Regions from separate parts of the Mus musculus genome. Here region 1 is linked to region 2. Evidence: chromatin contacts called from public promoter capture Hi-C data. All regions are on one chromosome and are shown on one strand. Each heading gives the region's core, a stretch centred on a gene start, on an enhancer-like site or on the middle of the called end of the contact. The rest is flanking DNA. Distances are from core to core; before and after follow the strand shown.

The links. Promoter capture Hi-C pulls out the DNA fragments that hold promoters and counts their contacts.
Region 1: a promoter capture Hi-C map of embryonic stem cells shows a contact between it and region 2, with 2.7 times the contacts expected there. The contact joins the enhancer-like site here to the promoter of Ttc26 in region 2. A contact is called at or near these places in 11 of 39 promoter capture datasets (the 3T3-L1 cell line, 3T3-L1-derived adipocytes, the C10 cell line and 7 more), 1 of 15 datasets of contacts at CTCF or cohesin (CD8 T cells), 5 of 484 Hi-C or Micro-C datasets (the G1E-ER4 cell line, embryonic fibroblasts, embryonic stem cells and 2 more), 3 of 115 datasets of contacts at active chromatin or transcription factors (embryonic stem cells and large pre-B cells) and 3 of 9 other capture datasets (adipose tissue, liver and pancreatic islet).

What each region holds. Positions count from the first base shown.
Region 1 is chr6:38,480,279-38,486,363 of GRCm38.p6, forward strand. It overlaps Ubn2 (ubinuclein 2), which reads left to right. Exons shown (of 17, transcript NM_177185.4): 9 at 1,526-1,644; 10 at 2,225-2,338; 11 at 2,841-2,984; 12 at 3,797-3,847. Among named protein-coding and RNA genes, the nearest start is that of Mir7670, 24 kb to the right of the region's middle. Within about 2 kb of position 1,598, at least 38 of the 459 cell types and tissues checked have an H3K27ac peak or open chromatin away from gene starts, as enhancers often do. A contact at or near this core is called in embryonic stem cells, liver and pancreatic islet, where this site is marked.
Region 2 is chr6:38,379,690-38,386,059 of GRCm38.p6, forward strand. Ttc26 (tetratricopeptide repeat domain 26) reads left to right here and starts at 1,835. Exons shown (of 18, transcript NM_153600.2): 1 at 1,835-1,904; 2 at 2,387-2,524; 3 at 5,744-5,836. The coding sequence starts at 1,902.

The DNA of each region.
Region 1 (6,085 bases), core at 348-2,847, 100 kb after region 2:
ACATAATGACTTTCAGGACAACCAGAGCTACATAGTAAAACCCCATCATAAAAACAGCAAGAAAAAGAAACAAAAAACACAAACAAAATATTTTCAGAGAAACATTTGAAATTTGGTATTTGAAGTTATTTAATATTCCATTGGATATGGGAAAAAGACACCATCTATCTTGTTCTTGTTGCTATTTATATAAGCTTTTTCATACCACTTCTATCCATAAACATTGTATTGCAAGCTTTACATTGTTCGAGCTTCATATAAATAGAAACAACTTGTTTTCTGTAACTTGCTTTCTAGCACTGTGCTATGCTTCAGTTGTAAGTCTACATCTAAAACTATTGCTACTGATGTGTATAAACTTCTCTATTATATTAATAGATCTCATTTAGCTTCTGTTTTCTGTTTATGGATATTTGATATTTTCCAGAGAGGTTGTCTTAGTTATATAATTCTTCAAGAAACCTTGATAGTAAAGGATGAGATTTTTTTAAAAAATGATATATTATTCCAGATACCATTATATGCTTAGTTTATTAATTGATATCATAGAATAGTTAACATGATTTCTAGTCATTTTCATGTTCTAAATATATCTTTTATCAAAAATTATAATGTTTTGTTGTTTTAGGACTTGGGGTGCAACTCAGAGGTAAAGATTCACTTACTTAGTATGCCTGAGTCTCTGAGTTCAGTCCTCATTATAAAAAAGCAAAGAAAATCAGTGAAGAAACATTTAAGATATTTCTGGGCCTATGACAATAATAAAGGTTTTAAGCACTAAGTATATGTTATTTGCAAGATGAAAATGCTATTGGCTGATGTAAGGTGTCAGATATAAAATTCTTTCTTTCTGTGCTAAACCCATATGGAGAAGAGTTTCTGTTTCTTTCATTTGGCCTTGAATTTGAGTTTTGCTTGCAGCATAACTTAAAAATGCTAACAGCAGCTGGGACAGCAGGATGTCCACATCGGTAGTCACCAGTTTTGTAGTGTAGTATTTCAGAGTAGTGTCTTCTTTGGGTCTCTCTTCTAGCTAGGAGTTAAACAGTAGTCTGGGCAATGTCTCTCCCATTCTCTAGTTTATTTGCATTACAATTAATTTGTAAAACTTATTGACCAAGCCTTGGGCTCATGATTAAGAATGTAAAGTAGCAGGCAAAAACTGGGACTCTGCTTGGTGAGATACAATCATCCTAGTTTTGCCTCCAATGTGCCTTTTTGGTTTTTTGAGACAGGGTTTCTCTGTGTAGCCCTGGCTGTCCTGGAACTCACTCTGTATACCAGGCTCACCTCGAACTCAGAAATCTGTCTGCCTCTGCCTCCCAAGTGCTGGGATTAAAGGCGTGCCCCACCACTGCCCAATGTGCCTTTTGACAAATCAGTGCTGTTGGAGAAAATAGCTGTGTTAGATAATCTTTTCAGGTCTCTAATCAGTATGTGAAATGTGATTTTACTATTGAAGTCTGCTTATACAGTAAGTTTTGTTAGGATGTTTGTAAAAGTTCCAAATGTATCCCCTTCCTAGGATGATCGTTTAAGAGAACCTCTACAGAAGCTGAAGCTGGCAGTTAGCAACGTCATGCCTGAACAGCTGTTTAAATACCAGGAGGACTGCCAGGCTCGCAGTCAAGCCAAATGTGCCAAGTATGTACCTCTCCTTTGAGCTGGCTTTACAAAAAACACTTTAGCTCATGTTCTTAAGTAGTCCTCACCCTTGTGAAACCATGTATGTCACTGAAATGATGTGTTGATTTTTTTTCCTAATTGTCACTCCCCACTCAACTGCTTTGCTGTCAGAAGCACAGGGCTTTATCTGGTTAATATCCATATTAACAAAACAAGAACCCAGCCAAGCGTGATGGGACATGCTTGTAATAGCAATTAGGAAGTTTCAGCAGGGTGATTCAGGTTCCAGACTAGCCTGCACTTCATACTGAAATGCTATCTCAGGCACTGATACTGGTTAGGCATTACATGCTGACTAATCTGACTAAGCTGGGGCTAGACAGAGATAGCTTTTGACCTAAAGGATGAGCATTTGTACCTCCGTATTGTAGGTCAGAGGCTTGTTTACTCAGCCACTTTATGCTGTTCAGAATTCACCATATTGTGTAGAAATAGTTTCTTGTTTGTTCTGTTTTGAGTAAACATTTGGCTGAACAACTCTAAGTATTGTGAACTCTGGGTGAAAACTTTGCTTTATAAAGTGTTTTTCAATTTTCAGGTTGCAAGCAGATGAAGAACGGGAAAAAAATGGATCCGATGATGATGACGATGAGAAACCAGGGAAGCGAGTCATCGGCCCACGAAAGAAATTCCACTGGGATGACACCATCAGGTGAGCTCTGTCAGTTGTCACTTAGACAAGGGTAGAGTGAGAAGAATCCACAGCACAAGGGGACTAGACTGGAAGCAGTCAAAGACTAGTTAGTGTGTAAGAAAACAAACTCATGGATATTAATCTGATGCAGTCACTTCAGGGTGTTAGGGCTCAGTTTCTATATAACACATTCAGTCAGCTCTTGAGGGGAGTGGAGCCATTCTAGTTGCAGAGGACAAGCATGTAATAAATATACTTGTGTGAACTGCTTGCTGTACCCCAGGAAAACAACTATTCCTTTCAGTCATTACTTAAAGAAAGGTACTAGAGGCCATTGTTTACTGGTAGGGGTGTGACTGTGTGCAATGAATGGTTAATGTTTATTATTTCTCTTATCATTGTCTGAATTCTTTATTGTCACCAGATGTGTGTGCTTCAAAAATACCTGTTTTGAGTTTTATTTTCTTTAGTTTCACAATTCAGATTTCTGTATCAATATATATTTTTTTAATCTATTTAGAACTTTGTTATGTAACCTTGTTGAGATCAAATTGGGATGCTATGAATTAGAGCCAAATAAAAGCCAGTCTGCTGAGGATTATCTTAAATCCTTCATGGAGACGGAGGTGAAGCCACTGTGGCCTAAGGGCTGGATGCAGGCAAGGTAAGACATGTGCTTTGCTGGGATTTCGATGGTTTTGTCTTGTTGTCAATTTTATTAAATATAGATTTGCACAAAAATACACTACATTGATTTTGCTAAGAAATTACATTTTGGGGGGGGCGGTACATGGGAAGATTTGGATGGAGGAAAGGGAACGGAGGGGTATAATCTCAAAAAATTATTTAAAGTAAGAACTTACATGTTCAACATTCTATTAATATATAGTATTATAGACCAGGGCTACATTGAGAGATCCCCATTTCAGTAAACAACTACATGTATGCTCGCGCGTGCGTGTGTGTGTGTGTGTGTGTGTGTGTGTGTGTGTGTGTGTAGTAGTAGTAGTAGTAGTAGTAGTAGTAGTAGTAGTAGTAGATTATCACCACTTAACAAAACATGTTTTATGGAAATAGAAATAAGTATAAAGATTCTATTTTGTTTTTAAATCAATTTCTTTTCCTGTTTTTGCTCTGAGTTTAGTAATAGGAAAAAAGTTTGTGGGATGATGGTTATAAATTTGAGGGGCTTTTAATGCATAGAGGGAAACTCCATGCTGGATTTAGAGCAGAGCTTGCTATGGTGGCACACACTAGTAACAGAACTAGTGAGAATGATACAGAGGGCTTGCAGGTTTGAAGCCAGCCTAGGAGAGAGTTCCAGCTTGGGCTGTATAGTAAAAACCAATCTTAAGAAATGCAGTCACTCTACATGGTGGTGCACGCCTCTAGTCTGAGAGGTTATGTAAAGCAAAAACAGAAAGTGAAGCAATACCATGTTACTGTAAAAATAATGTTGTCTTTTAATGTTTCCAGAATGCTTTTTAAGGAAAGCCGGAGTGTGCATAATCATCTTACTTCTGCTCCGTGAGTAGACCCTGATCCCAGATCTCTCCATTTGTTCTTATTCATGTACGGCTGTAAGAAACAAAGATGGAACTGGAGAGATGGCTCAATGCTTAAGAGCACTGACTGCTCTTCCAAGAGTACTGAGTTCAGTTCCCAGCAACCACATCGTGGCTCATAACCTAGAAACAGAGGCAGGAATCTCTGTGAGTTCAAAGTTAGCTGGGTCTATGAGATCAAACTGACCTTGAACTCACAAAGATCTGTTTGCCTTGTACTGGAAGTCACCACCATGCCTGGCTGGAGTAATTTTAAGAGAATAACTTGGCTATCAACCTACCATCTTTTGTTTTGTTTTGTTTATTCAAGGCAGGGTTTTGCTTTGTAGCCCTAGCTACTCTGAAATTCTCTGTGTGAACCAGACTGACCCCAAACTCAGAGATCTGCCTACATCTGCCTCCCTAGGGCTGGGCTTAAGGGCATGTGCCACCAAAGCCTGGTTTCAACCTTTTATCTTAAAGTAACATAAACTATTGATTTGCTAAAATTCTAAATACAAAGAAACCATATAAAACTTTTCATGAAATACATTATTGAATAAAGCTGTTAATAGTTTTGTTTGGTAATGTAGTACCCTCTTTTGGTGTGTATGTATATGTGTGTATGTATATATATATACACACACACACACACATCTACAGTGTAGTCATATGCATTAAATAAATAATTCTTTAAAGAAAAAGAAAGAAAGATTTTTACTAAAGTGCTGATTGACATAGGTAAGACTTAAGTCTACTTTTAGGTCATCTCTCTGTTACCACCCTTTGTTTTGTTATATTGTTTTCACTGATGACTTTGGAAACAGTCCTGAGATACTCTCCCAGTCTAGGTTGGTATTCTTCTATGGGGAGCTATGCAGGGAGCTTAGGTTAGCTCCTCTTGTTCTTATTGTCTGTGTGTAAAACTACATCAGATGAGCTGATCGGATAGTGTTCTTCCTTGTGTACACAGAAATGGGTATTTCCTTAGTAAAAATAAAAAACAAATGTCTAGATCTGCAAAATGTTTCTGTGGATAAAAGCACTTGCCTTATAAACCTAAATTAGAGCCCTAGAATCCAATGGCAAAAAGAGAAAACCAACTCCTGAAAGTTCACCTCTGATTTCCATATATACACTGAGGCATGCTTATATCTACACACACTCACGAATGAAATCAAATTTTAAAACGTGTTAATACCAAAAATTAAACACGGGTCCCAGTATATGCTAGGCAGGTACTCTTCTACTCAGCCACATGCCTAGTACAGTGAGACTATTAAAGAATGAGCCTTTATTCTCCTAATACATAGGAGAATGCCAGGTTTTGTTTATGGTTGTGTATTGATCCACTGGGAAAATAGCTCAGTTCTTTGAGTACTTACCTACAATGTATAGAGATAATGGTTTTATCGCTAGCACTTAAAAAGGGGTTATTGAAATATATAAAGTTATCAAGTTATAATTTGCTTAGCACTTTAATATACTTTTAATTATCATTTTGGGAATGATATTATAAAACTGCTGCTCTCCCTATATACATGCACTTAGAAGAAATAGAAATTTCTAGTGTATAGAAAGGACACTGTTAGTTTATTATCAGAGATCTGTTGTGTTTCAGTTATTCTGTTTTTTCATTTAAGACAGTCTTGCTTTGTTGCCCAGTCTGGCCTTAATGGGCTCCCCGTGACCCTCCTGTCTCTGCTTCTCAAGTAGCTCAGATCATGACTACATGCTACTATGTCTGGCGCCCATCCGTGCTGGTCGTTGAGCTACATCCTAGCTCCATTGTTACTGCTACCTTTGTGTTTTGTTGTATGTATGCATGCATGTATGTATATATGTTTGTTTGTGTTTTAATTAGAAAATAGGATAGATAAGCCAGACAGTGTTTGTACTTTAATCCCAGTACTGGGGAGGCAGAGACAGGCAGATCTCTGAGTTCCAGGCCAGCCTTGTCTACGGAGTGAGTTCCAGGACAGCCAGGGCTACACAGAGAAACCCTGTCTCAAAAAACCAAAAAAAAAAAAAAAAGAAGAATAAGGAGGAGGAGGAGGAAAGGAAGGAAGAAGGGAAAAAAACAAGATAGGTAAATATAGCTGTCCTAATGATCTACTTCCTTCCTCTTAAAAGGGCATGGAGAATTACTATTGCCTTCCTGAAACTACATAATATTGGCAGGTGTTTCATGCCAGTTCCTAAATGTTCAAAGTTTCTTGCT
Region 2 (6,370 bases), core at 585-3,084:
TTTAAGTGGAGTGGAGTGCTTGTTGAATTGTGCCTCTCTAAAGTGGATATATTTGCCTCTGCATACCAATTTGTGTATATACAAGCGTGTATATATAAAGACAAAAGTCATTCACTCACCAACAGATTGCAAATGTGAGAAGAGATGCAAAGGCTGGAGAAGTCTATGCAACGCTTTTCATACATTTATAGTATATATAAGTACAAGTTGTTAAGATTTTAGGCCTTTAGTGGATCTGCTCTGAAAGTTTGACTGCATGCATGCCCTCTAAGGTCTCTTCTAGCTCCAACATTCCACAATTCCATCATTTGAAAATATTTTTTGCAGCCGGGCATGGTGGCGCACGCCTTTAATCCCAGCACTCGGGAGGCAGAGGCAGACAGATTTCTGAGTTCGAGGCCAGCCTGGTCTACAAAGTGAGTTCCAAGATAGCCAGGGCTATACAGAGAAACCCTGTCTCGAAAAACAAAGCAAAAAAAAAAAAATATATATATATATATGTGTGTGTGTGTATGTGTGTATATATATATATGTATGTGTATATATATATGTATATATTGCAACTAAATTAACGCTGCTCTGGAGTAAATACTCCATTCTTGCTTTAATTGTACACACATTTTTATAGTTTCTAATTGTGTATAGGTGTGTTGAAGAACCAGCCTGCTTCCATCCTAGACTTTAAAAGCCCATTTATAGCTGGGTGTGGTGGCACATGCCTTTAACATGAGCACTTGGGAGGCAGAGTCAGGCAGATCTCTGTGGGTTCCAGCCAGCCTGATCTACAAAGAGAGTTCCAGGATAGCCAGAGCTGTTACACAGGGAAATCCTATCTTGAAAAATAAAACAAAAAGCAAAGCAAAGCAAAAACAAAACAAACAGAAGTCACCTTATAGTAAAAACAAACTAGGTTCATTCCTGCTTATGATTAAATTTTTGTTTCTCAGATTGAGCTATGCCTCGCCTATAGCCTTAACTACAAATGGTTCTGTACTGACCGTTCCAAGAATGCCAAATCATGACATTGTTTCTAAAAGTTGTTTAGAACCATCTTGCAACTCTACCTTTGTTTCAAAAGGTTTTATAACTACCTTGTTATGGCTATCTGTTGTTATGCCCACCTTGCAACCATGACTGTTTCAGGAGGTAGTTAGGACTAACTTGTTATTGTTATATTCTGCTCTTATAACACCTCTCCCTCCTATTTTCCCCATTTCACCCCCGCAACCCCCATGATCTATAAAAACCTTGTCTTCCTCACATCCAATGCTGATCTCTCCAAACTGGCCTTAGAGAGAAGCAGTCCGTGTACACGAATAAAAAAGCTTGCTTTAATTAATTTGGTCATGATGATTTGGGGTGGTGGTCTTTCTCCTCCCATCTTTGGGATTAACATTGTCTCGAGGAAATATTTTGGTATCACTTCTGCCTCCAAACTATCCTTTGCTTCAGCAGGTACCAGCAGAAACGAGCAGAAAACAGAGACAATGTACGAGACAAGCGGAGCTGTTGTCGTCCTCACCCCAGGCAAAACGGAAGTGGTCCTTGAAAATTACCTTCCCAAGAAACTTGCTTTTGAAATATACTTCCTAGTTGTAATAGTACTTCTAAATCGCCTTTTCTTAAACTGCTTTCCTAAGTAGAGACACAGCCCCATTTTCATCCTCAGCACAAACAACAAGGATTAACTCCCTTGAGAGAAGCACCTACTCTTCCAGCTGCGGAAACACACGGAACCAAGAAGCTTAGGACATTGGTTTTGGGACGAGCCCTTTCTCAGAAGGACCAGCCTCCCGGCGGCGTTGCCGTGGAAACGGAGCTCGCTGTGTGGATGTGGCAACTCGCCGAAGCACAGCCTTTGCAGACTATCTGCAGCGGGGGCTCACAGGACCGACGCCAAGATGGTTAGTGGCTCTGAATAGTAAGGGTGGGGGATTTTGAATAGGTTTGTACCTGGGTTTAGAGTTCTCAACGCACTGTTGGATAGAATCTAGGTGCGTCTCTAGAGGGCGATCCCTTTATCCCTCCAGTGTTTCCACCGGGAATAGGGAGGGATGCGAAGAAATCTATGTACCTCGATGCTCTCTTCCCTCCTGCTTCTTCATTTCCCGATACTAGACTGTGAACTGGAAAAAAGAATCTTGGAAGACCTAGGTAGTAGAAGCTGCGTGAGTGTTTGTTTGTCTCTTATGGATAAAGTTGTTGGAAGTAGCTATTCGGTTCCCCTTCAGTAGTAGGTAATGGTCCTTTTACTAAAATGCACAATAAAAAAAGAATCTGAATAGACTTCCTAGGGTCTGATGGTAAGGGTAGATCTGACTGAGAGCTGTTACCCTCAGTTTAAAAATGACTTTTGATAGAACAGTCTTTGCTATTTGTTTTACAGATGCTTTCAAGGGCCAAACCCGCTGTGGGCGGGGAGTCACCGCACACTGACAAAAGAAAGAAGAAAGGGAGGAAGATTCCAAAACTAGAGGATCTACTTTCGCAGAGAGATTTCACTGGCGCCATTACCCTATTGGAGGTAATGTCCAAAGAAGGTTTACTTCTCAGTCTGGTGGATGGTGGGTTGAATGCTGGTTACTATGCTATTGGGACGGGTGGGTACATTATGGGTAATCCAAACAAACATAGCCAGATGCATATTCCAGATTCCAAGTTAACTATAAACCTGATGAAATACAAAACATTTTGGACTGGAGAGATGGCTCGACATTTAAAAGTATCGGCTGCTTTTCCAGAGGACCTTAATTCCCAGTACTCACGTGCCTGCTCACAGCCATTAGTAACTAAATGTTAGGAGATTCAAGGCCTTCTGGCTTCCTTCAACAAAACATATGGTATGTAGACATACATGAAGACAAAACACTTGTACACATAAAATTATTAATTTTTAGTTCCACAAATGGTGAATACAGTATTACATTTAACAGTGTCAATTCACACATTATTTACCATAAATCCTGAGTGATTTGTAACTTCTTCCTATTTACATTTTGGTTAAAAAAAATAAGTGATTTTTACTATTTACAATTTAAAACTATTGTAAACCCATAAAACATTTCAACTCTGTATGTCAGGGTCATTTTTTTAAACCAATGCTAGGTGCAAATCTCACTTTTTTAAAGATTTATTTATTTATTTATTTATTTAATGAAAGTACACTGTAGCTGTCTTCAGACACTCCAGAAGAGGGCACCAGATCTTGTTACAGATGGTTGTGAGCCACCATGTGGTTGCTGGGATTTGAACTCAGGACCTTCGGAAGAGCAGTCAGTGCTCTTAACTGCTGAGCCATCTCTCCAGCCCAAATCTCACTTTTTAATATGCATTGGAAATACCAAGGATAGTTAGCTGTTTCTGTTTCTAGGCGATTGCTTTACCAATTTGAATTCACTAGCTCTGCAGTGATGCATAGGAAGCTGCATTTTGGGTAAGTAGTCTGAGAAATCCTTCTGACCTAAAGTTGTCCTGGGAGGCTGAACTTTGAGAAACTGCTTGTGGAAAGCACTCGGTACAGAAGAGTGCAGGGTGCACCAAGGGACAAAGAGTTCTGACAGCCAGGTCCAGTTATCCTGTGCTGTAATCTATTGTATCACATTTTTCCACCGGCCACATTAATGTGAATCTATGGTCATGTAACTCTGAAACCGTCCATAATACTTGTTTGATTAGCTTTATGCATGTTTCTCAGTGAAACATACATGTAAGAAGAACCCTATGTGTCTTGCTAGTGCTTTGATATTGAGTCCACTTGTTTGGCTCTCGTGTGTCAGCTGTCATCTTTGGCAGTAGGTGAGTTGCCTTGGAAGGACCTTCTAGCAGTGCAAGTCAGAGGACTGAATACTATGTACATGTCTATTTGTTGTTGTTTGTTTTTAAGACAGAGTTTCTCTGTGTAACCCTGCCTGGCCTGGAACTCATTCTGTAGACCAGGCTGGCCTCACATTCAGAGATCTGCCTGCCTCTATCTCCTAAGTGCTGGGATTAAAGGCGTGCACCACCACTACCTGGCTGTCTCATCACTTTTTAAAATTAGCTTACAAACTAGCAGACTTCTCTAAAGCATTTCATTGACAGTTTTAATTGCCCCTCCCCTCCCCTCCTCCTCTAGCCTCTCTTCTGACTCCCTGCTGCATACCTCTCCAAACATTCCCACCTCCATTTATTTCCTCTTGCATTTTCAAACTAAAACATTAAAAACTTATGTCTAGTTTGTATCTGCATGTGGGTATGTGCACCCAAATGCAGGTGCCCACAGAGGCCAGAAGAACTGGATGCCCTAGACCTAGAGTCACATAAAGCTGTGAGCTGCCTTATGAGGGTTCTAGGAACTGAACTCGGGTCCTCTTGAAGAGCAGCAAGAATTAAAAATAAAAGTACCGGGCTGATTAAAGATGAAAATAAAGCAAACCAAAACAGTACAAACAAACAAACAAACAGCTTAGGGGCGTTGAGGGTTTATTTGGCCTATAATTCCTGGTTGCCATTTGTATTGAGGCAAGTCTGTGCAGGGCCTTGAAAGCTGGCCTGCTTGCAATTCTATACACTATCACCTCTGTATAAGGAACTCGCTTTACAACCAAAGAAGCCCTGGGTTTTGGCTTTGTTTCTTTGAGACAAGATGTCTGTTTAAGCAGGCCTTAAACTCACTATGTAGACCAGGCAGGTCTTGAACTCATGAGATTCCTCTACTTCTGCCTCCAGAGTGCTTGGATTAAGAATGTGTTCCACCACGTCCAGCTAAGCATTTACACCCATGCCCAGCTCCCTAGGTTGCTTTACTCAGGGTCTTTATCACAGAAGAATGAATGAAACTAGGACACATGGTAACTGAGAATCATTCTCAGCTCTGTTCTCTGCAATAACATTTAGTTATTATTAGCCGAGGAATTCCTAAGATTGTTTTGTTTTGTTTTCAAGATTTATTTATTTTATGTGAGTACACTGTCACTGTCTTCAGACATACCCCAGAAGAGGGTGTCAGATCCCATTACAGATGGTTGTGAGCCACCATGTGGTTGCTGGGAATTGAACTCAGGACCTCTGGAAGAGCAGTCAGTGCTCTTAACCACTGAGCCATCTCTCCAGCCCCCTAAGTTTTTATAATGGACATAATAGGCTGTCTTCTGGACATCTTTAGCTCTTCTAGTCTATAAGCTAGCCTGACTAGGCTAACAGAATGCTTTCATGGCCTGTCTTCAGAGAAGGTTTATGAATTGTTAATACTGTGTTGTGTGCACATGTGAACAGAATAAGATGGAAGTGTGGGATTGGATGCAGCAGAGCCCAGTGGTGGGAGCCTGGGCTTTGGAGGCAGACATGAATTTAAGTCCCATTAGCACAGGAAGCAGCCATGGGATCTTAGAATCATTGCTAGGCCTCTAACTGTTGGTTATTTGGTTATTTATATAGCTTTTGAGCATCATCCAGAATTATTAGATAATTCACATACTTTCTGGAGAAAGGTGCTAACAAACACAGAAAAACAAATCTGGAATGTCTGGGGGGCAGTGGGGTATGGAGTTGTATGCCAATTAGAACATTACTGTGCTGATTCCTGTCAGTGCTGGCTTAACTGAGCTGCGAGTATTGTCCAGCCTCTATTAGCATTCTGTGTGTTTATCAGTAACTCAGCATACCTTTACAAAACCAAACCAAACCCAGCATCCCAAAGCCTTTATTAATAAAATTGCTTTTGTTTTTTTGTTTTTTTTCATGAAATTTTAATGTGAATGTGAAGTTCAAGCGCCACGTTGGGGAGCAAGAAGACGACACTAACTTATGGATTGGATACTGTGCTTTTCACCTGGGTGACTACAAGAGAGCTTTGGAGGTTAGTGGGGAAAATCCAACCGGTGTTTACAGTGACATTATATGGTATATACTCATGGTAGCAGCCAAGCAATGCAGGAGGAAACAAAGTAGAAGGAAAGCAATTGCCCTATCTGCCTTCCCCAGCCCTATGTCTTTTAATACAGGCATCCACTGATCCTTCTTACCACACTGATTCAGGGAGGGGTGGGGAAGGTAACTAAACACATGGAATATTGTTTGGAAATCTTTTTGGAATAAGCGCTCTGATACCAGCAAGGGTAGAAGAGAGGAGCTGTCACTGGTGGACTGAAGCCAAGACAGCTCCTGAAGGGCTTCAGCCCCAGGTCCAGTTTGTACTCTCATTTCATACTCTAAAACCATGGAAGTAGTGCAGGCAAGCCAGAAGCTGCAATGACAGTCAGCGGCAGGCAGCAGGTTGTTAAGGGCAACAGCCAGTTATTTCAGCTGTGCACGGGAAATCGTGCTGGCAGATAGGTAGCACAAGCAGTGCTCTACATAAATCACTAAATCAGCCACTATATCAGAATCTAAT